7 separate regions of the Mus musculus genome follow, and all the other regions are linked to region 5. The links are chromatin contacts, called in public ChIA-PET, Hi-C and HiChIP or PLAC-seq maps. All regions are on one chromosome and are shown on one strand. The core of a region is the stretch at or near the end of the contact, and the rest is flanking DNA. Distances in the headings are between cores, read along the strand shown. Region 1 overlaps Gm46343 (a long non-coding RNA gene). Region 2 overlaps Gm36723 (a long non-coding RNA gene). Region 3 overlaps Gm36287 (a long non-coding RNA gene). Region 4 has its middle 35 kb from the start of Gm46343. Region 5 has its middle 89 kb from the start of Gm29835. Region 6 overlaps Gm36287 (a long non-coding RNA gene). Region 7 overlaps Gm36723 (a long non-coding RNA gene).

The links. HiChIP or PLAC-seq counts read pairs in DNA pulled down with a chosen protein or histone mark. A called contact is a pair of places that touch in the nucleus more often than the background predicts. ChIA-PET counts read pairs in DNA pulled down with a chosen protein or histone mark.
Region 1: a contact with region 5 is called in a Hi-C map of Th1 cells, with 2.2 times the contacts expected there. The contact joins two enhancer-like sites. A contact is called at or near these places in 2 of 15 datasets of contacts at CTCF or cohesin (CD8 T cells and pro-B cells), 2 of 484 Hi-C or Micro-C datasets (B cells and Th1 cells), 4 of 115 datasets of contacts at active chromatin or transcription factors (CD8 T cells, Th17 cells, embryonic stem cells and 1 more) and 1 of 9 other capture datasets (embryonic stem cells).
Region 2: a contact with region 5 is called in a BATF HiChIP or PLAC-seq map of CD8 T cells, with 6 read pairs. The contact joins two enhancer-like sites. A contact is called at or near these places in 2 of 15 datasets of contacts at CTCF or cohesin (large pre-B cells and pro-B cells), 4 of 484 Hi-C or Micro-C datasets (the MNK3 cell line, Th2 cells, cerebral cortex and 1 more) and 2 of 115 datasets of contacts at active chromatin or transcription factors (CD8 T cells and memory CD8 T cells).
Region 3: an RNA polymerase II ChIA-PET map of memory CD8 T cells shows a contact between it and region 5, with 35 read pairs. The contact joins two enhancer-like sites. A contact is called at or near these places in 1 of 39 promoter capture datasets (hippocampal neurons), 1 of 15 datasets of contacts at CTCF or cohesin (CD8 T cells), 12 of 484 Hi-C or Micro-C datasets (B cells, the C10 cell line, Th2 cells and 5 more) and 5 of 115 datasets of contacts at active chromatin or transcription factors (CD8 T cells, double positive thymocytes, embryonic stem cells and 2 more).
Region 4: a contact with region 5 is called in an RNA polymerase II ChIA-PET map of memory CD8 T cells, with 16 read pairs. The contact joins two enhancer-like sites. A contact is called at or near these places in 1 of 15 datasets of contacts at CTCF or cohesin (CD8 T cells), 2 of 484 Hi-C or Micro-C datasets (both in Th2 cells) and 4 of 115 datasets of contacts at active chromatin or transcription factors (embryonic basal ganglia, embryonic stem cells, memory CD8 T cells and 1 more).
Region 6: an H3K27ac HiChIP or PLAC-seq map of large pre-B cells shows a contact between it and region 5, with 4 times the contacts expected there. The contact joins two enhancer-like sites. A contact is called at or near these places in 1 of 39 promoter capture datasets (hippocampal neurons), 4 of 484 Hi-C or Micro-C datasets (the C10 cell line, embryonic stem cells and granulocyte-monocyte progenitors), 4 of 115 datasets of contacts at active chromatin or transcription factors (embryonic hindbrain, embryonic stem cells, large pre-B cells and 1 more) and 1 of 9 other capture datasets (embryonic stem cells).
Region 7: a contact with region 5 is called in a CTCF HiChIP or PLAC-seq map of CD8 T cells, with 8 read pairs. The contact joins two enhancer-like sites. A contact is called at or near these places in 1 of 15 datasets of contacts at CTCF or cohesin (CD8 T cells), 1 of 484 Hi-C or Micro-C datasets (Th1 cells), 5 of 115 datasets of contacts at active chromatin or transcription factors (CD8 T cells, acute myeloid leukemia, embryonic hindbrain and 2 more) and 1 of 9 other capture datasets (embryonic stem cells).

What each region holds. Positions count from the first base shown.
Region 1 is chr12:25,310,596-25,313,295 of GRCm38.p6, reverse strand. It overlaps Gm46343 (a long non-coding RNA gene), which reads right to left. Exons shown (of 3, transcript XR_001780576.2): 3 at 2,051-2,700. Among named protein-coding and RNA genes, the nearest start is that of Gm46343, 8.2 kb to the right of the region's middle. Within about 2 kb of position 1,390, at least 105 of the 459 cell types and tissues checked have an H3K27ac peak or open chromatin away from gene starts, as enhancers often do. A contact at or near this core is called in B cells, CD8 T cells, Th1 cells and 3 more, where this site is marked.
Region 2 is chr12:25,358,821-25,361,520 of GRCm38.p6, reverse strand. The region is part of intron 1 of Gm36723 (a long non-coding RNA gene); the gene reads right to left. Among named protein-coding and RNA genes, the nearest start is that of Gm36723, 4.3 kb to the right of the region's middle. Within about 2 kb of position 1,365, at least 30 of the 459 cell types and tissues checked have an H3K27ac peak or open chromatin away from gene starts, as enhancers often do. A contact at or near this core is called in CD8 T cells, the MNK3 cell line and Th2 cells, where this site is marked.
Region 3 is chr12:25,186,083-25,188,953 of GRCm38.p6, reverse strand. All of the region lies in intron 5 of Gm36287 (a long non-coding RNA gene), which reads right to left. It overlaps Gm36496 (a long non-coding RNA gene), which reads left to right. Exons shown (of 3, transcript XR_381348.4): 2 at 1-126; 3 at 439-1,449. Among named protein-coding and RNA genes, the nearest start is that of Gm36496, 3.3 kb to the left of the region's middle. Within about 2 kb of position 1,548, at least 10 of the 459 cell types and tissues checked have an H3K27ac peak or open chromatin away from gene starts, as enhancers often do. A contact at or near this core is called in CD8 T cells and memory CD8 T cells, where this site is marked.
Region 4 is chr12:25,266,912-25,269,767 of GRCm38.p6, reverse strand. No RefSeq gene overlaps it. Among named protein-coding and RNA genes, the nearest start is that of Gm46343, 35 kb to the left of the region's middle. Within about 2 kb of position 1,262, at least 77 of the 459 cell types and tissues checked have an H3K27ac peak or open chromatin away from gene starts, as enhancers often do. A contact at or near this core is called in CD8 T cells, Th2 cells and memory CD8 T cells, where this site is marked.
Region 5 is chr12:26,067,149-26,069,931 of GRCm38.p6, reverse strand. No RefSeq gene overlaps it. Among named protein-coding and RNA genes, the nearest start is that of Gm29835, 89 kb to the right of the region's middle. Within about 2 kb of position 1,396, at least 104 of the 459 cell types and tissues checked have an H3K27ac peak or open chromatin away from gene starts, as enhancers often do. A contact at or near this core is called in B cells, CD8 T cells, the MNK3 cell line and 5 more, where this site is marked.
Region 6 is chr12:25,164,504-25,167,203 of GRCm38.p6, reverse strand. The region is part of intron 4 of Gm36287 (a long non-coding RNA gene); the gene reads right to left. Among named protein-coding and RNA genes, the nearest start is that of Gm36496, 25 kb to the left of the region's middle. Within about 2 kb of position 1,338, at least 121 of the 459 cell types and tissues checked have an H3K27ac peak or open chromatin away from gene starts, as enhancers often do.
Region 7 is chr12:25,387,937-25,390,636 of GRCm38.p6, reverse strand. Gm36723 (a long non-coding RNA gene) reads right to left here. Exons shown (of 12, transcript XR_001780577.2): 3 at 2,374-2,700; 4 at 1,521-1,696. Among named protein-coding and RNA genes, the nearest start is that of Gm36723, 33 kb to the right of the region's middle. Within about 2 kb of position 1,301, at least 72 of the 459 cell types and tissues checked have an H3K27ac peak or open chromatin away from gene starts, as enhancers often do. A contact at or near this core is called in CD8 T cells and memory CD8 T cells, where this site is marked.

The DNA of each region.
Region 1 (2,700 bases), core at 141-2,640, 760 kb after region 5:
GGGACAGTGAATATTTTGTATTGAACATAAGCAAACAGCCTCTCCCCATGGTATGAAAAAGTGGTATTGAAATAGAGCTTCACAGATTCATAAGAGAATGCAGACACTGAAAATGAAGGTCACTCAAAAGGACCAGAAGCCAGCCCCAAGGCCTTTGAGAGAAAACTCCGTGGGTTCCAAAGAGGAAGACACTAGAGAGTCACTGAGAGCCAGGTGTCAACTCGGGCTCAATCTAAAGCCTGAAGCCCACTGTGGTGGCTCTCACATATCCTACATATACAGCCGGGTCAAACTGCTATAAGGGTAGTTTCTCCAGATACCTCCTCTGAGTATAGCCCCAATACTGAGCCCTACTTCAGGTAAAACTTAAGACCTGAAAGAACTGTATCTTTGTGTAGTCACTATGGGCTATCATCTTTATCTCTACAGGAACGGAGAACATGGGACCTCAGCTGCTTGGTACTGTGGCCACTGTGGAGCTGTGCAGGACCATCTACATCCAAGAGTGACACCCAGCAGGAGGGATACACAACTACATCACAAGGCATGAGATGCTTTCCCCTTATGGCTTAACATTGACTGAACCTTCGTGTTGAGGGACCAACTCCCATCCACAAGTGTGCATTCATATCATGGAAGACCTTCAAGAGAGTACTCTGCAAGGGTGTATGTGAGTGGAATACATTTATTAGAAGTATGAAAGTAATATTACCACATTTTTATCTCAAGAGGCTGAACCGGTTACACTAGTTTTTCCTCTAATCAAATTTTGTATTACATTCTCACTGTACCTCAGGCAAGAAAAGTCAAAAACCCAGAAATAGAAGCCATGATTAAATATTCCAATCACCTTCCAGCTGCTTCAGCTATAGCTTTGCCCTTCCTGAAGGACAGAGGAGACAAGAGGGGGCAGAAAGTACCATGGGACACTGGTAAGCGGGGAAGATTTGACCCAGGAACCAGATCCTATCGGGTCAGAATCCCTAGTCCCTGAAACTCCTAAGAGCCTGAGATTCAAGCCACCTCCCAGCAAGAAGAGCAGGACTCAGGGACACTCTAGGAGTGGCCATAAGACTTAAAGCGAAATATCAGTTCTGGAAAGCAGTGAAGGTCCCCAGTGTCCACAGAGCTTCTGAAGACCAAATGGTAAGGCCACGAGGAAGCCTTTGCTAATTTCTATAAAGAAAGGTAGAAAGGAAACCGCATTAAGCCAGCCCTTCAGATAGGTGAGGGGTGAGCTCAGACAGAACCCCCAAAATAGACCCGGGTGGCTCCTAAGTCAGCTTTCACTTCCACCAGACCTGGAGTTGCACTTCCAGACAGGCCCGGTGGTTGTTGGAAGGGCCCACAGTGGTGAGTTGTGACTCAAGCTTCTCCAGCCACTCACTGCCACCTGTAACCACAGTCAGGTTAGTAGAGGAAGTTCCCTGGCAGAGCGCAGCCATTGTGAAACTGACTGAAAGCAACGGGTTCTGACTAACGTCTTCACCTGTTTCACACGGACTGGAGGCAAAGTTCTTTGTGTTCTCTCAGGAGCCTTCCCAACTGCTAGCTCACTGGCCTCCATCTCTATACAACAGGAAGAGTCAAGGACCCATCAGTTCACTCAAGAGGCTCACAGCTTCTTTACCTCTTTGTACTTCTTTACCTTCAATGACTTTAGGGGCTGGTGAAATGGCTTGGGAGAAGGCAACTGCTGCCAGGCCTAATGACCTGAGTTCCATCCCCAAGAATCACATGGTAAAAGAAAAGTACAGCCTTCCACAAATTGCCTTCTCACCTCCACACATATACCACAGCACACACGTACCAATGCATGTACGTATATACACACATACATGGATGGATAGATAGATAGATAGATAGATAGATAGATAGATAGATAGATAGATAGATAGATAGATAGATAGATAGATTGATAGACAGACAGACAGACAGACAGACAGACAGACAGACAGACAGACAGACAGACAGACAGACAGACAGATAGATAGATAGATAGATAGATAGATAGATAGATAGATAGATAGATAGATAGATAGATAGATAGAACAGCTTATTGGGTACATCCCAGCACTTGGAATGGGAAGGTAAGACAGGAGGATTGAAAGTTCAAGACTAGTCTGGACTATTTTGGAAGACCATGTCTCAAAAACAAAAAGACCTAGGTTTTCAGAGGTCCATAGAAAGAAAAGGAAGCTAGCCACATAGCAATGGCAATGCCTCACATGCTAGTCATTAAATTTCCCTTGGGTTTTTGTCTAGGGAAAAAAAAGAAGTGCTACTTTTAGATCTCTATCTGTCCTAAATCTACCCAAACGAATACTCTATGAAGGTGCAGATATAAACTCTTGATGGTGAGAAAACTCTTAACGTGGAATGAGCAGGAGAGATAAACAGGAAAAGTGCAAGAGAAAGGGGGTCTTGGAGATACAGCAGGACTGCAGTGTGACTTCCCTTAAGTGGACTGTAATTTTCCTCCTCTAATAAAGGGAAGCCGCCACCCTGCTATAAACAGAAGTGGAGTCTTCCAAAGGCTTGTAACTTGATCCCTTTCTACCCTCACTGCCAGCCAAGGATCCACAGCCAAACCTTTCTGCATTCACAGGAAAAGTGGGATCTGAGACTCAATCTATGTAAATTGGTGGTTGCTAAGATTAGAAGCAATAGGGCAGGACTGCTGCTCAGCCAGTGCTCACC
Region 2 (2,700 bases), core at 116-2,615, 710 kb after region 5:
GATACCATCAAAACATATTTGTGGAATTGTCTGCTAGATACAGATATCATATACAGAATATATACATATATAGCTGGATAGATTGTCTGATTTAAATTGACTTCTCTCTCAATTATATTAAGGCCACAGCAGAGGAAAATTAAAATGGTTGCTATGGTCTCCCAAGGCTAATGAAAAGTTACAAGGGAAGCATTCTGGTGTTCCTTCTCCTTCACATGTTTTATTTACCCACAGCATGATGAGGATGATGGTTGTGATTAGGATGATGGTGATGATGGTGGTGCTGAGGAGGAGGAGGGTCATGAATATATCAGTGATGGTAATGATGGTAGCATTGGTGAGGATGGTGGTGGGGATGATTAATAGATACCATATTGAACTCTTCCATTTGCCAGTCCTCTCCCATACATCCACTCCCTACCTCCTATTTTGTAAAATAAGGCCTCACTAGGTAGGTAGGTTGGCTTTAAACTCACAATCCTCCTGCATCAGCCTTCCAAGTACTGGGGATTATAGGCATGTTCCACCATACCTGGCCAATTGCCAAATCTTATTTCAACATATTTTATGTCCACATGTGCTGCCTGTTGCTAGCTTAGACCTCTTTATAAACTAGCAAACCTAGTTTCATTTCAGAATAAATACGAAGCAGTTTAGCCATAAGAGGACAAAGGGCACTCAAAATCCTAAAATATAAACTACTATCAGAGCATGTTGCCAATACCTTAAGATGAACATTTCCCTGGTTGTGATGACTCATCTCAGTTGTCACTTTAGTGAGATCGAGAAATACCTGGGTGATGGATCTTTTCAAATACCTGAGGAGTAGCATCTTGATTGGGCTCATTGAGGTGGGAAAAGTTGCCCATTGTGGGTGGCACCATTCCCTGTGCTAGGGTCTCTCTGCTTCCTGATTGTGCATCACAGAAACTAGAAAAGCAAACAAGACCCTGACTAGTGTCCAGCAGATTCCACAGGAGAAAAAGGCCAACAGTTCATCTTTAGATAAACTCTTGGGTACTAGAAGCTCTTCAACATAGAGAGAGAGCAAGCTTGAATGCAAGTGAAGTTATATCAGAGAGATTGAAAGTTTGTAAATGAACCAGGTATTCATGCTGGTGACCCTCCCACCATGAGTCAATATTATCGGTGCCAAAGAGAGGAGAGAAGACTGGGACTCCCTAACAACTACCTAACAAGCATTTCTTGAATATTTCTAAACCTAGAAAGAAAACAAATTGGGCCTACAAAAGGGAGACAGAGGGGAAAAGAAAAAGATGATTCATCTTGAAAACCCCCTCAGCCTCCGGTTCCTACCGTGGAGCACTTGCCGCACCCGCGCTGTGATCCACCCAATTATTTTAATGTCATCATTCTTTCTCCTTTTCTCTCTTTGATCCAGAGATTAGCTGAGCATATTCTGTGTTTCCCACATCCTGCCCACATCCTTTTATCTAAATGTCTTCAAGGTCTCACAATGAGGTACCAGCAACTTCTTTAAAACATCTTTGTCTCTTTCTTGGCCAGTCTTTCTGGAAATATCTCTTGTCACTGCAGATGGATTAAGCATTTTCCTCTTTTTGACAAATGTTGGACGTCATGACAGGGGTGGGGTGGGGGGCTTCAGAGCTAAGCAGGCAAAGTGGTCCCTGCCCTCAGGATGCTAGCCTTCTAGTTGAAGAGTCAACTACTAGAGAAGTACACTCAAGCTGTAATGAGGGAGCAACGCACACCCTCTAAGAGCTCACCAAGCATTCTAGGCTTAGTGTAGAATTCCATTCACAGGGTGGTCTAGATCCAGAAAAGTGAGAAAGAACAAGCTATGTGACAGTTTATAGAAAGAACATGCCAGAGGGATTGAAACTACAAAAACATTCTGAGTAAGAGACCACATTGGGCATATTCAAAACATCTTCAGAGTCAAACATGAAAGAACACACAAAAATCTCCAGGATAATCAGGGGTGAAACAGCCTAGCAGCAGATTGCTCAGGGACTCACTCAAGAGCAGAAAGAGAAATTCACACCAAAGCCATGCAGGGAACTATTTTAAGTGATATAGAAATAATCACCTACATTTCAATTATTTGGCCAGTGCTCCTGAGAAACCAACAACCCTATTCCAACTTCTGCCCTTAGTGAAATCAACACCAATGCCATATTGGCTATGTGGAGGTAGAGGGGGCTGTTGGGACATATATTCAAAATTCCTTTTTAAATAGATTTCTGATCCTCACTTTAAAAAAAAATAGCTCTAGGTTCCCACTCAGCTTGGCATATATTAAAAATCTGTTTGGAAGCAAACTGTTTTTTAAAGTACCTTTGGTTTTAATTAGTTTAGCATTTTAATTTTACGAAAGGACAGGAAGCCTCGATAAGAAGTGCCTTCCATTAGTGTGTCTGAGTCTGCACCATGATGCTGCACTGAGACAATTGATGTCATGTTAATTAATAATTATCTGAGGGACACTGCAAATGTGGAAGGCCACTGTGACTCACCCGGATCGCCTTGCGCTCAGTCCGCTTTAAAGTGCTATTAATTCCTGTTACAAATGACAGGATCGTTTAATTTCTTAAATGAGACATTTTTATCACCCATAGGGCCTTTCATCTCAGTGAATTTATGCGTTCTGGTGAGCCCCAAAACCCATTTCTAGTTTTCAAAACACATTTTGCCCCCGTTGTTTTACCTATATTTGAT
Region 3 (2,871 bases), core at 299-2,798, 880 kb after region 5:
ACCTGATACACAAGGCTGAACACGGGGACAGCAGCACTTCCTACTGGCCTCTCATAGGCAGCTGGGGAAACCCCTTCTTCATGCAGCAAGTCGGGAAGATATGGATATCCAACGAGGGGTCTGAAGGTAATGTTGGTCCTGAGCTGATCTCTGTACTTGAGCCTAGAGAAATGTGGAAGCCAGCCTCTGGTTCTGCCCCAGAGAAGCTCTCACATCTGTCCCTCACAGTCTGTGTCTGTGGCAGGTTACTTCCTCTTTGAACCTCAGTTTCCTTATCTGTCAGATGGAGCAAACATGGGGACCTGCCATGGGAGAACCCCAGCTCATGCAGGTACCCTCCACAGGGAACATGGCATGGCCTGTCTCTCTCTAAGGGACAAGAAAGCCCTTGGCCTTTCCTGTCTCTGCTCACACTTAAATCTCACTATGTTTTGGCAGGTAGAAATGTCAGCTCTAAGATCCTGGGCCCCATGCTACCCTCCCTGAGATGCTGCTATGTGAATGTGGAGGGAAAGAAACAGAAGTTACTGCATCTTACTCCATCCTAAGAAAGGCTACAGTGGGCAGCCCTGATTCCCTCCTGCTGTCCAGAACCTGAGAGCCCAGTAAATTGGAGCCTAGGCCACTGTGGCCTTTGAAAGACAGACAGAAGACTTCCAGACACGCAGCAAAGATAAGAAAGCTGCAAGGATGCCAGAGGCCTCCCAACATCCAATCCAGACAGAGCCTTGTCTGAGGTAGAGGTTTCCAATGAGTGAGCCCCAGGAAATCTTAAGTCTTGGGGATATGGCATACTAGCAGAGGGGCAACAATCAGCTCCAGGGAGTAAAGAAATTAAAAGCAGCCCTTGTTGTAGCTTGTGCCAATTTGTATGGTATAATCACTCCTGCCTTGGCTAATGTCATCACTGAAGGCAAATTCAGGACCAGCAAAGCATAGTCAACTGTCCTGAGCAGCAACATCTCACACTCAAAGCATATGAGAACAGATGGCTCTTCCCATAAGATTCTTGCTACCTGCCCAGAGGACCAAGAACAAACAGTGGCATGTCTCGGCTGGAAGACAGAGGAGCAGAAGGGTTGTTGAGTGTTACAGGTTGGCTAGGAAAAGTCCCACACCGGCTTGTGTGTTTGAACACTTGCTCTCCAGCTCATGGTGCTCTCTGGGAAGTTTCTGGAACCTTTTAAAGGTGAGGCTGTGGTGATTTAAAGAATAGTCCCCTTGGGCTCCTATTTTGAATACTTGGTAGAACTGTTTGGGGAGGATTGGGAGGTGTGGCCTTGTTGGAGAAGATGTATCACTGGGGGTGGACTTTGAGGTTCTAAAAGACTCCCAGTGTTCTTCCTCTACCTCGTGGTTGTGGATCAAAATGTGAGCTGATCTTCCCTCCTCCATCACTCATTGTAGTCCTCTGAAACCATAAGCCAAAATAAATGTTTTCTTCTAGAAGTAGACTTGGTCATGACGTTTTATCAAAGCAACAGAAAAGTAACTAAAACAAGGGCCTACATGGGGGAAGTGGATCTCTGGGGAGGCAGGCCTTGAGGTTTACAGTCCTGCCCAACTTCCTGCCCCCTCTCCACTTCGTGGTCCACATAGAGATAAGCATATAGCTGTGTGTTCCTGCTAGCTTGCTTTCTCTATCATGACAAACTATACCTTCAAAATTTCATCCCAAATAAATCCTTTCTCCCTTAAGTTGCCTCTTGTCAAGTACTGGTCATAATAACCAGAAAAGGAGCTACGACACAGGGATAAATGAGAGGTTAAGGGACAGGCTCTTGGGCTGGGCACTAGTTAGCTGTGTCTAGGTAGATCTCCAGTCTGTTGACCTGTGTGGCTTTGGGTACTTTGGCCTCTACAAAAACAGAGAAGATTAGCATCTAGCTTATTATATGGATAAATGTGATGGTTAGTGGTGATTAACAATTGATTGGGTTGAAAGATACCTGGGAAATTAATAAAATATATTTCTAGGTGTGTCTATGAGGGAATTTCCAGGATTTCCAGGGAGGCCTAACTGAAAACAGAAAGCCTTTCTTGAATGAGGGTAGCATTGTTCAGTAGGCTGTGGACCCAGCATCATCCTGTGGGTCCAGCTGGCATTGGGGAGGGTCCAGCATCATCCTGCTGATTCCCTGTGCTTCCTTCAGAGTATGGGTGCTGTGTGACTGCTCATTTGTGTGGCAAATTAACACCTGGCTCTCCCACTGGGCAAGGAGTCCACAAGGCATAGTTGACAGGTATTTTTAACAAGGTTACTCTTTGCCATGAGATACTGTGAACTACAAAATGTCCCCAGCTTTTACCAACTGGTTGCTAGGAGTGTTCCGAGTCATTGAGATAAGAATCCATGCCCTTGGTCAATTCCATTTCATCCTAAGAGCTGGCATAGCCTATAAAGAGACCCCTCATTCTAGGTACTGGAATCCATGAGTACAGGAGTTCGACCTTGGTTTGTTCAACCCATCTCTAGCCAGTGGGATCTCAGAACAAAAAGTAGATTCTAAGAAATGCATGCTGGTAGATGAATCTGCAGCCCCTACTTACAGGCTGCTAAGCAAGCTATTCTGACTTCAGGATGAGACCTATAGGAATCTGACAAGTAGGGCCTTAGGAACACAAGATTCCAAAAACGTCCTATCTTCCCAGGGCTCAACTGGGCAGGACCCAAAAGCCAGCCCTCCTATCACTTCACCTTCCCTAGCATCCCAGAGCCCAGGAGATGATGTAGCTGCTTCTTCTGCCTTGTAGCAGGAGGTAGAACTGCTCTCTCTCTCTCTCTCTCTCTCTCTCTCTCTCTCTCTCTCTCTCTCTCTCTCTCTCTCTCTCTCTGTTAGAATCCTTGTACTCCCTGTCTACTGCCAATCT
Region 4 (2,856 bases), core at 13-2,512, 800 kb after region 5:
TCTGTGGAGAAGAAGGGGTTAAGAACGGTTGACATTTATAAACCGGAGTCTAGGAAATACAAATGGTTGCTAACAAAAGCCATCTGGGAAGAGTTGAGATGACTCAGCAGGTGCCATTTCCATTTCTAGAAAAACAACGCAGACCACCTCAGTCTCACCTGGACCTAGCCTGTAGCTCAGTTGTAGTGAGTTATAGCTCAAGACAGACGCTACACGGGCCAGGGCTTTGCACAGCCCTCTCCAGTCACCGCCTGGAGTCAACTCGAAGTCCCAAGCCCACTCCTTAGAGCTCTCAGTTCAGAAGAACCTTCAGGGGGCTTCCTGGAAAGGAATTTCAGAAAGGACCTGACCTGAGATGCTTTCAACTGCAGGAGGCATTCCAAGGGCGGGCAGGTGCAGCCTTGTGGGGCTGCGTGCACATTTCCTGCTGGCTGCTTCCCAGCCTGACTTGCCAGCCAGCACCTACATTGGTTAGAGCACTCTGCAAACCTTTGTGCAGCCCTGGCTTCAGCTCAATAGTCCAGAGATTTCCCTTTGAGTCACGCCACCTTCAGATGCTCAGACTGAGCAGACAAACACACAGAGCTTTCTTAATTTTTTCAGTTTTCCTAAGTGCTTAGTGGTAGTTTGATGGCTAACCTAAAATCGCATTGTATATAAAGTTGAAGCAAGAAGTACTGACTAAACCACAGCCCATGCCTTCAGTAGAGCTTTTGCCAGTGCAAGACTTGACGGCTGTCCGGTGCCAATCAAGTTTCCTCCAGACCTCAGTCTCACCACGTCACACTATCTGAAAGCAGCTGGCCATTCCAGTGTGGCTCCACTAAGGAATCCTGGAGCCCACGTTAGCCAATGGCTTCCGCTTGGCTTAGTAGTGACGTAGACTAATAATATCCTCCTTCCCATGGCCTCTCTTTCCCCTTCTTCCCATCTCATTAAAAGAAAGAAAAAGAAAACTTTTAGTAACACATCAATAGCTGGATTAAGATCCACATTGCTTAGCCAAATGACCCAACCATAAGATAAATAGCTAGGAGCCCCCACTTCCATACTGGCTGACACCAGGCTCTGTTCTGAAGAGATTTACAGATTCATTTCTCCCTCACACTGATTCTATGCAGCTGATACTCTTATTCACACACACCCCACTGGACAAAGGAGGAAGGTAAGGCACAGAAAGAATGAAATCGCATGGCACTGACATCCCTGAGGTTTGTGACTCAGGCTCTCCATTCCGTGTGGCACGGTGCCAGGCACAGGCAAGGCGGAAACCATGGTATTCGTTCTTAAGATGCCCAAGGATTGTAATCTGTCTTTATCCAGACCCACTGGGGCTACGACAGAGGAAGCAGGGCACTTCCTTTATGGAAACCGCAGGAGCTAATGGCTTTTATGTCCCCCCAGTGAAGGGGCCCCTGGAGTCCAGAATCATCTTATAAAAATTTCAGGATGAAACCTGTTGAGACCACTATCCTCTGGGCATCAGCTGTGGCATCTGTAGGCCAGTGCCTAAGAAGGAAAGGCCACTGGCTAAAGTCTGGATGTGTCTTGCTGCAAACCATTACCAGTGAGAGGGAACCATCCCCCCCTGCTCCTAACAGGGGCATCGAGGATGCACGGCTCAGTTCTAGAAGTCAAAGCAAGAAACAGCAAGCAGGCTGGTGCCTCTCTGCTGAGGACCTAGAACTTGGCTTCCTGGCTTCTGCACAAGGCAGACACTCTGCCCCATGAACAGAGAGATGTCGGGGCCATTCTGGACTTGACTCTCTCTGCCCCACATCACTGGATCTCTCTGGAGGAACATATGATCTGTTGTGGTTTGAGACTGAGCTGAGTAACCCAGGGGCGTCTAAAGAGTGCGCCTTCTTAGAGCTTGGTCTGCACCTGCTGTCAGGACAAAGAACCGAGATTCAAAGATTTCTGAGCAGGAAATGTCGAAGAATAGTATATCTTGATGAAGGCGACCAAGAATATGAAAACGAAGCGCGTGCTCTGCTCACAGGGGCTCCGGGCCTACACATCTCCAACTCGCCCAGCCTGAAGCTCTTCAAAGGCTTTGAGGCCTGTGCAGGCGGCTGGCAAGTGTAGGGTACCCTCTTCACTCTGCCTTTCACAGGTAACCCACCGCCCACCAGACACCCAGAAAGATGGGAGGATGCTGGCACAGGAAGGCAGCTGTGAGGAGCAGGCCCCTCAGATAGCTCAGTTATCTAAACTTCAACCTGGAAGTTCAAACTCCGGCCCAGTTCCCTTGCTGGCTCCAGAGACTTGGCTTAGAGGTGGGCATTGCGCAAGTTACCTGCCAGGACCAAAAGGGACTCAAAAATCCTAGGGGCTTAGATGCACTGTGGACACTGTCAGGCAGGACTAGAGATGGTGTCCAGCCAAGGACACCTGTTGCCCCGGAATGTATTTGCCAGGCCCTGCATCAGCTGCACGTCCTACTGTGTGATTGTACAACTCAGTGTTGACGGCCTCCAATCTATCCAGAGTGTAGAATGTGGGCTCGGAATTGACAGGACTCTTAGAGCAGGGAACCAGAGTCAACAGCTCTTGGCGCAGTGCTGGCGTCGTGGGGGAGTGGAAGGGTCCACACAGCCAGCTCTTGTCCAGGCACAGCCCTGGCATGCCCTCCAGGCGTGGAAACTGCTCTTGGGCAGGTGGCTGAGGCTCAGAGAGGGAAGGGAATAGGGACATGGGGTTAAGGGACCTTGGTGGAGCATGCAAGGCTGTCTTCTGGCGCACCCACACCTCTGGTGACAGCAGCACCTGCCTTGCAGCTGGGTGCCCTCTTCTCCCCCACCCTTCCCCCAAAAGCCCCAGCGTCCTGCCAGCAGCGCCTGGCTCCACCTACAC
Region 5 (2,783 bases), core at 147-2,646:
AACTTATCCATTCTGTTTGGATTTCATTGATAAAATGAGGAACATTCCCAAGAGAAATGCAGGTGTGGCTCCTCTCCAGTGTTCAGACGTTGTAAAGACCTCAAGAACATTTCAAGAGAGGGGAGGCCTGCTTTGCAGGCCCGCTATGATGGACATGTGGTCTTTGGCTCCTCTGGGATAGGTAACAGCTCTCTGCATCTCTCTTCTCTTGAACTCCAACATTTCAGGATGAGATTTAAGTAAAGCCTGGAAGTGGCAGGTAGCAACTCCAGAGAAGGGTGGAGACAGGCTAACCAGAACCCTCTGGAGACTGCTGAGGGTAGACAGGACCTCCGTGAGTTCCACTTAGGTCATGTTGTGGACCGTGATGACTTTGTGAACAGGGACTAGTATATAGTTATGCATTTTTTTATAAGAAGAAGCCTGATAACACACGCGCGCGCGCACACACACACACACACACAGAGAGAGAGAGAGAGAGAGAGAGAGAGACAGAGAGAGACAGAGAGACAGAGACAGAGACAGAGAGGGAGAAACAAAACCCTCAAATGCAAAGAGGCCTGCTTTAGTGTGTGTGTGTGTGTGTGTGTGTGTGTGTGTGTAGGAACAGAAGCAAGACTAAGCCACCAAGCAGGCTGCAAAGTGCAGACAAGCCAATCAAAAGTGTGACAATAAGAGAACCTGCCTTTGATGGGGACACATCTCGGGTTCCTCTACTGCCCAAGAGAGATATCCTGCTTGGCCCAAAGCCTGCTCAGGTACTCTTAGGATTCAGAAACTTGGAGTAGAGTGTGTAAGCATAGCTGCATGGGTCTTCATCAGCCTGCTGTGCTGGACCTGGGAATTCTAGCAGGTTTGACAGCTTTACCCTTTCCTAGTGGATTACATAAAGAAGTTTTTGCCACAGTCAATACGGAGTTTTAAAATGTTAAGGACTGTAAATGGAAGCAAAACCAATCGATGCTCTGTGCTGGTCCTGTGATAAGCAAGGGATCTGGACCCCAAGCTTGTTTTGAAGACTGCCCAGAGAGCAAGGGAAGCCAAGGAGAGAAGGAAGTGGTACCCAGAGACAGGAAGGGAGGCTGCACTATAGGTTCACGCCCCGAGTGATGCTTTGGGTCCCAGCTTTACAGTGCAATGTAAAGGGTATGAAGCCAGAGCAGGTGTTCTACAGAGGAACCACCCTGTCGGTAGGAGGGGAGCAGCCAAGAGGGATCCAGGAAATGCCATCTGTCCTTCAGAAGCCCTGTCACCACTGGGGCTGGGGCGATCTGAGTAGCTTCCAGCCCCGGCTGGCTCTTGCCATCCTGAGCCTCTGGCGGCTCTGCCCTCTCCGGAACTGTCTTACTCTTCTGACTCTGAAGGCCTTATTGATTGCTCAAAGTGAACTCTCAGCCCACGGCTTCCTCCACCCCTGGGCAGCTTGCATTTCCTCTGACGTGGTCTGTGTCTTCTCCCTTCCCCCAGCACCCTGAGCTTTTTACATTTCAAATATTTGACAGCTGGGTGAACTTCTGCTTCCGCCCAAAGAAGGACTCTTTGCAGTTCACAATGGCCGGCCAGTGGCGCAGGGGCAACTGTCGCTCCAGCTGTGAGAGAGGCTTTTGCAAATGCTCCGGAGAAGCTGCTGTCCAGCTGCGCGCCTCGCCCTCTGGCAGCGGGCTGCATTTTAATCAACCGGCTCTCACTCTCTGGGAGAAGGACTCATTTGTGGGGCTGGAGCAGATGGCCCCCGCCCCCAGCGCCCCAAGATCCTCAGGCCTTCCGCTCCGGCAGGTGAGGCCTGGTGATGTCAACGCAGGTGTGGATTGGAGGTCCCAGCTCCAATCCAGACCCCCAGAGCCTATGTTAGCGCTGCCTGTATTAGGCATACAGATCCCTAGAGTGCACTGTAAGGAACACACAGCCCTGGGTCCACAATACTGGAAGCTGGAATCCTGTAGATAATGAGAAGAAGATGCCAGATTTGATGAGAGGTGTACTGGGCAGGTGCCGACATTCTGCCCACCATCAGACGATTTGAACTAACTCAGCTTCTTGAACACCTCAGTGTATCCCCAGAGAGATCTGTGAACCTCCATCCCTATGTGTGGAAAACTCTGTGAATATCATGAGTGTCCCTGCCTGTATATATCTTATCCATCTTGTCAGAGCTGGTCTGGGCTGTCCAGCCTTGCAGCCCAGTTGTCTTCTCTGAATAGCTATGACATTTCTCTATGGTGCTTTGCCTGCCTTAAAGAAGTGTTCAGTAAATGCCAGGTGCCTTAATTTCATTAACTCCCCTCAATACCAGATGGGTCTAATCCCTGTTTTCATCCAAGGAGGCAGACACGAGGATTTCCCACTGTGGATGGTGCTGATAAAGCCAGGTTTGATGCCAGGTAGTCTGCCCCTCGCCCCTTCACACCCTCTGTTGTGCAAACTTGTTTGAGATGTGCCCCAGCCCTGCTTGTCTGATGAGAATTGTTGTGGGGACTAGACCTTGGCATTCTTCATCTCAGAGGCACCTAAATAGTATACCTGTGCAGCCGTGCAATATAAAAGGGAGCTACTGCCAGTTCTGCCAGCACCATTTGTTGAAAATGCTGTCTATTTTCCACTGGATGGTTTTAGCTCCCTTGTCAAAGATCAAGTGACCATAGGTGTGTGGGTTCATTTCTGGGTCTTCAATTCTATTCCATTGGTCTAAGATCAAAAATTCAGGTGACAGTAGATGCTGGCGAGGATGTGGAGAAAGAGGAACACTCCTCCTTTGTTGGTGGGATTGCAAGCTTGTACAACGA
Region 6 (2,700 bases), core at 89-2,588, 900 kb after region 5:
TACACCATTAGAGAAAAGGACCCCACACACTCTGCAGCGTTAATAGTTTTCAGCTCCTTGAATAGGGTTGGGACCCCCTGGGTGCATCCTTTATCCATGGGGGAATTTCATGAAGGTATCCACAGGTGCTGTGTGTTCATGGTTGCCATGGCAATGTTTCATGACCATCTTCTCCATCCTCCAGCTCTCACATCCTAGCTACCATCCCTACCTCCCTGATTAATTCTTAACTGCACCATGGCAAGCTATGGCAAGCCATATCCCACATCCTTCACCCTCCTTCCTTACTTAGTCCCCTCACACAGACTCTAAGCAAGTACTTTTTTCCCTTGTGTTCAAATGACAAAAGAGTTAGCTTGACTGTCCCAAAACCATCTGGGTTATGACAGGCTTTAGATTCAGGACTCCTGGGACCACTGTCACATGGCTCTGCCCTTGCAGTTTAGAGTTTCTGGGGGAATCCCATGCCTTATGCATAAGCTGGGCATTCTGTCCTCGGTAAGTAGCAGGCCTGCCAGACACCAACATATAACAAGTGGGCACCCCTGGAAAGAGCCTCAGCCAACTGGGTTTGGGAATGACACCCTTCTTGGAGACGGGGGAGGGGTGGGCTGGACAAAAAAGCCCCAGGTAATGGAAATGGAAATTCTAACCAACAGCCTGCACCTGGTGTTTTTGAGCCTCCAGAGACAGCTGAAGGGAATTGTATGTGTGCCTTTGCCAGCACTGGCTCCCCAGTCATAGTCCAAGGTGGCCTGGGGGAGCTCTAGTCCACTTCACAGAATGGCCATTCCTATCCCAACCTAGGTGTTACATGATAGCACTATTTAAACCTGTTCCCGAGGTGCCTTAGAACGCACCTGGGGTCATCCCTGACCTCAGCTCAGAGCCATACAGCACTGCCCATTTCTGAGACTCCCTCATCATATCCTGTACCTCCTGCCAGACTCAGGGTTTTCTCTTGGCTCTAAAGGAGAGAAATGAACACCCTGTCTCCCCATAGGCTCCTGGGACCTAAAGGGAGACTCGGGGCCATTTGTCCAGGTTGTAGGTCACAAGAAGGCCACAGGTCCTTCTCCAGAAACCCCTATTCATCTTACTGGGATCCTGAGCAGCTGGGTCATCCCATGACAAACACGTAAGCCCAGCCCCAGACACAGACATCACAGCTTCTGCAGGTGTGACTCAAAGACTCCAGGGCCTTGCACAAGGTCACAGGGAACTAGAAGAACAGGACAGGGGTTGTCTCAAGTCCAAGCCTCTACATTCTGGCCAAGCCTTACTGCACACAAACTGCAGCTGCAGCTGTGGAGAAAGAAACCTGACCATGTGACCAAGCACTGGCTGTCCTCTAGGGCAGGGCATGAGTCTGGGCCCTGGGGAAACCCCAAGTATGAAGAAGGCAAGGTCCTTGGCCTTGAGTTACAGTCAGTGAGGCAGAGCCGACACAACTGTGTGCAAATGACTACGGTCAAGCCCTCATCTCGGTAGAGCTGGCCCCCCAGCTGCATAGACAGACTGCTAAATGTCAAGGGCCCTGCCTGACACCAGCATGAGTGGGCAGGAGGTGACTTGTGTCCATGTACAGCAAGTGTTCTAGGTTGGCCAGTCTCGCCCACACCCAGCGAGGGTCCAGAACCCATCATGGATGTAGGTGAAGTGCCTGGAGTCTCCTTGCTGACCTGGGCACATTTTGGAAGACACATACCACAAGCAGCCTGGGTAAAGCCTGTGACAGTCTGAAGGAAGGTGCTGGAGGCAGTCTTCCATAGGTAGGCCTGCACTCTGCAGGGCCTGGGTGCCAAGGCTTATCCCTAGCACCTAGGAAAGGCAGAGCAACTCTGCAAAACAGACATGCAAAACATACTCAGGCATGTTGTAGTTCTCACATCTACAGCATGTTAGCCTATGCTGATACCTCGCCTGCCTGCAAGTCTGCGTCCTCCTGGAGGAATACCTTTGTGATTGTTACAATGCATCACCAACTCTTTGGAGCTTGACCTGTGGCTGATAAGAACCAATATGCAACTGGACTCACAGCTAAGCTCAGGCAACCATCTGAGCCAAGTGGATACCTTCCTCATCCTCTTGGGATCTTGGAACTCCTCCACCATGAGAATCCTGCCTCTGTGGGTCTAGTTCAAATCATCCTGGGATGCCAAGGGCACAGCTCCCCACCGTGACACAGTGACACTGCAGTCAGGGGCAGATCCAACTGGGGCTCTGACACCACCTTACATTCTCAGGCAGACAGCCAAGAGCTGCACCCACAAAGGAAGTGGCCCATAACACAACAGCAAAGGCCAAACCAAAGCAGGAGGCTATTTTTATCTTCAGAAGGATCTGCAGCTGGGACCAAGCAGCTACAGGGCATCCTGTAGCTCTGGACTCATTTCTCCCCAATCCTTCACCAGTGCCCTGTCATCCCTTGACCTCCCCCAAGCCCTTCCCAGGGAGGTGAGAAAGTAGATCTGGTCAAAGAGACACATTCTTCATCCTGCTATCTCCAAGGGGCAAGCTAATTAGTCTCCAAATAGTCCAAATGGGTAATTGCTACCTGCATTTAAAGGCCAAACAGCCATCAAGAAGACAGTGGTGGGCCTTTTCTGAGAACTCATGCCCTCCTCTCCCCTTCACCATGACATTTGTAGATGTACATGAGTTGGGTAGCAGGTCTCTCACCAGTGTCCAGTGAAATTG
Region 7 (2,700 bases), core at 52-2,551, 680 kb after region 5:
CCAGCTGGAGATGAAGTGTTAAAACCCAGAAGCCTGTGGGGAACGCTTCACATTCAGATCACCACAACCACAGACCTGCCAGCTACCATTTCCCCTTGTGCTAGTCATACAGTGAGTTTACATCCTGTCCCATCATGCAGCAGATTTATATCCTGTCCCATCATGCAGTGGGTTTACATCCTGTCCCATCATGCAGCAGGTTTACATCCTTTCCCACCATGCAGCAGGTTTATATTCTGTCCCATTATGCAGTGGGTTTATATCGTGTCCCATCATGCTCTTCCCTCCATTTCCCACTTTCAGTGGGTTATCAAAACCACTTTCATAGTCTCTTCTCCAGATACAGACTCTGTGCAGAAAGTGACAATATGTATGTGGCTCTTCAGGACCACCAGAGAGATTTATCTCTAAGGAAATAAGAAAAGCGGGGTGTGATAGAAGTTGAGTGACACCCATTGAGGACATCTGTCAGTCTTCAAGTGCTCTCTAGAGTGAATGCTCTCAAATCGTTGCCTCGATCCAGGTGAAGGGCTGAGCTTTATACAACTGCTACAGCCAGACCCTAAGCCAGGAGAGCCAAGGCCATGCAAGAACTTCTGCAGAAGGTGACAGACAAAATACAAGCAGGAGCCAGGGATTTGAACTCTGAAAAGAGAGTTGGGGAAACTACTCTAGTACTCACTACAAAAGAGGGCTTTTTCTTCCACCCTCTCTACAGAGACTGCACAGTTCAAGAGCCTGAAAGCAAGAATTTCAGAGGGGTCAAGTGAGACAGAAAATCTCCTAGCTTCAGTTTCCCCAGAAGGCATACCCTCTCTGGGTTCCTGACATCTCTGTTTTGTTCCATATCCATACCCTCTGCCACTACCCTGCCCATGTCTCAAGGGCTATGCTGGATTCTCACGTAGTCCTACACACAGTGCCTAGCCCGGGAGTATCCAATGAGTACTGAACAACTAAATAAAATCATTGGGTAAGTCATCCATTATGGTCATTTACACGGTCAGCTTGACCTCTGAGGCCAGCTGTCAACATCAGGCAGAGGCAAAATCCTCGAGGAAAACCTGACTCTTTTAAAGTAGAGAACCCTCTGTGCTTGAACCGCCCCAAGTGGCTCAGCAGAGTCCCAGTGAGCCAGCACCCAAGGGACCCACCCAAAGGTTGCTACATCTGACCTATCCAGAAACCAACTGGAACCCTGCTTCTGTGGCAAGTGACAGGAAACTAAGAAGACACACAGGCCTTGTCGAGGTTGGCAGGGAGGGTCCTGTTGAGTCCAGACCTCAGGTTTCTGTTCCTCCCTGCCCGAAGTCTCCCCTGTGAGTCAGGACTCACAGCAAATGCAAGAGGCAGATTATACACAGGGGCTGCTCTGCAAGGAAGCCAGGATCACATCTGTTCCCCTTTCTCCCCTGGCCCACGGTGAGGAAAGTACTGTTTCCTTCCTCTCGAGCCACTGGATCTTCCAGTGAGGAGCCAGGCCTGGCAAGGCAGGAGGACCCAGGGGATTAGTCACCTACCTGATCAGGTCACTGTGGTTGAAGCAATATATGAATTATAACCTCGTGTTGTCACATCCAAAAGGAAGCTGGCCTTTTCAGGAGCTTTGCCAGGAGCTCCTGGCCATGCCCAGGCTGTTTGTGTCCCCATGTCCACCTGAGCATGTCCACCTCACTGTGCCTCTCCAAGCCTGTGACTGAAAAGGATGGTGAAAGGCAGTGAGGGCTCAGAACTCTGCGCCACAAAGCTCAAACTAATGAACGAACTATGCACCAAGAAGATGGGAAGAGTAAAAAGGAGACTCGTATTTTAATTAAAATGAAATGCAAATTGTTATAAAGAATAATCATCAGGCTATTTAAAAAGCAATTTATAGGTTGCTATCAAAAGCCTCTAGCCCAAGGGACTTCATGCCCTACTAACAGGCTAGAAGAGGTCAGATGAAAAGAAATATTGATGTAGGGATGAACATGTCAGACAGAGACCTGCCCTAGAAGGCGTGTGCACACACACACACACACACACACACACACAAACACAAACACACATATACTAAATACCACACATATAACCACACACATACATATCTCATACATAAGCACACACACACACAAACATACATACCATACACATACAGATATACATATACATACACAAGGCTCAGAGTCCAGGAACACAGATCCACTGTGGCAAACCTGAGCATGACTAAAGGGCAAAGATCTTATTTCATGTTCCATGAGACAAGCAAACTCAGATAGGTTAGGATATGCATTTGGGAAAAGCAAAGACAGGCAGACAGACACAAGGACAAGTGGTTTTGTACATCAAAATCTTTACAGACCCTCACTTTGGAGCCCTGACTTGTTTACTTACTAATCGTGTCATTTAGATGAGGTTCTTCAACCCCTCAGAACCTCTGTCTGCATCTGCAGTGTCCTTGACAGAAGACCTTCCTGCCTCATGGCTTTGGGGAGAAGGCAAAAAGAAGTCATCCTCACACCCCAGGCTTGCTTCAGTGGCTTAGTCAGTTGCTCCAATTTCCTACATAATGAAGCTCGTGTTTAGCTGCGTCTGCCCTCCAGCGCTCCTCCTTCAGTGTCACCAGGCAGTCCCACATTCCTAAACCACAAAGCACAAGGGACATACCCTGCCTGGAGGCCAGGACCTAAGGTTCTGGCCTCTGGCCTGCCACAGAGTCAC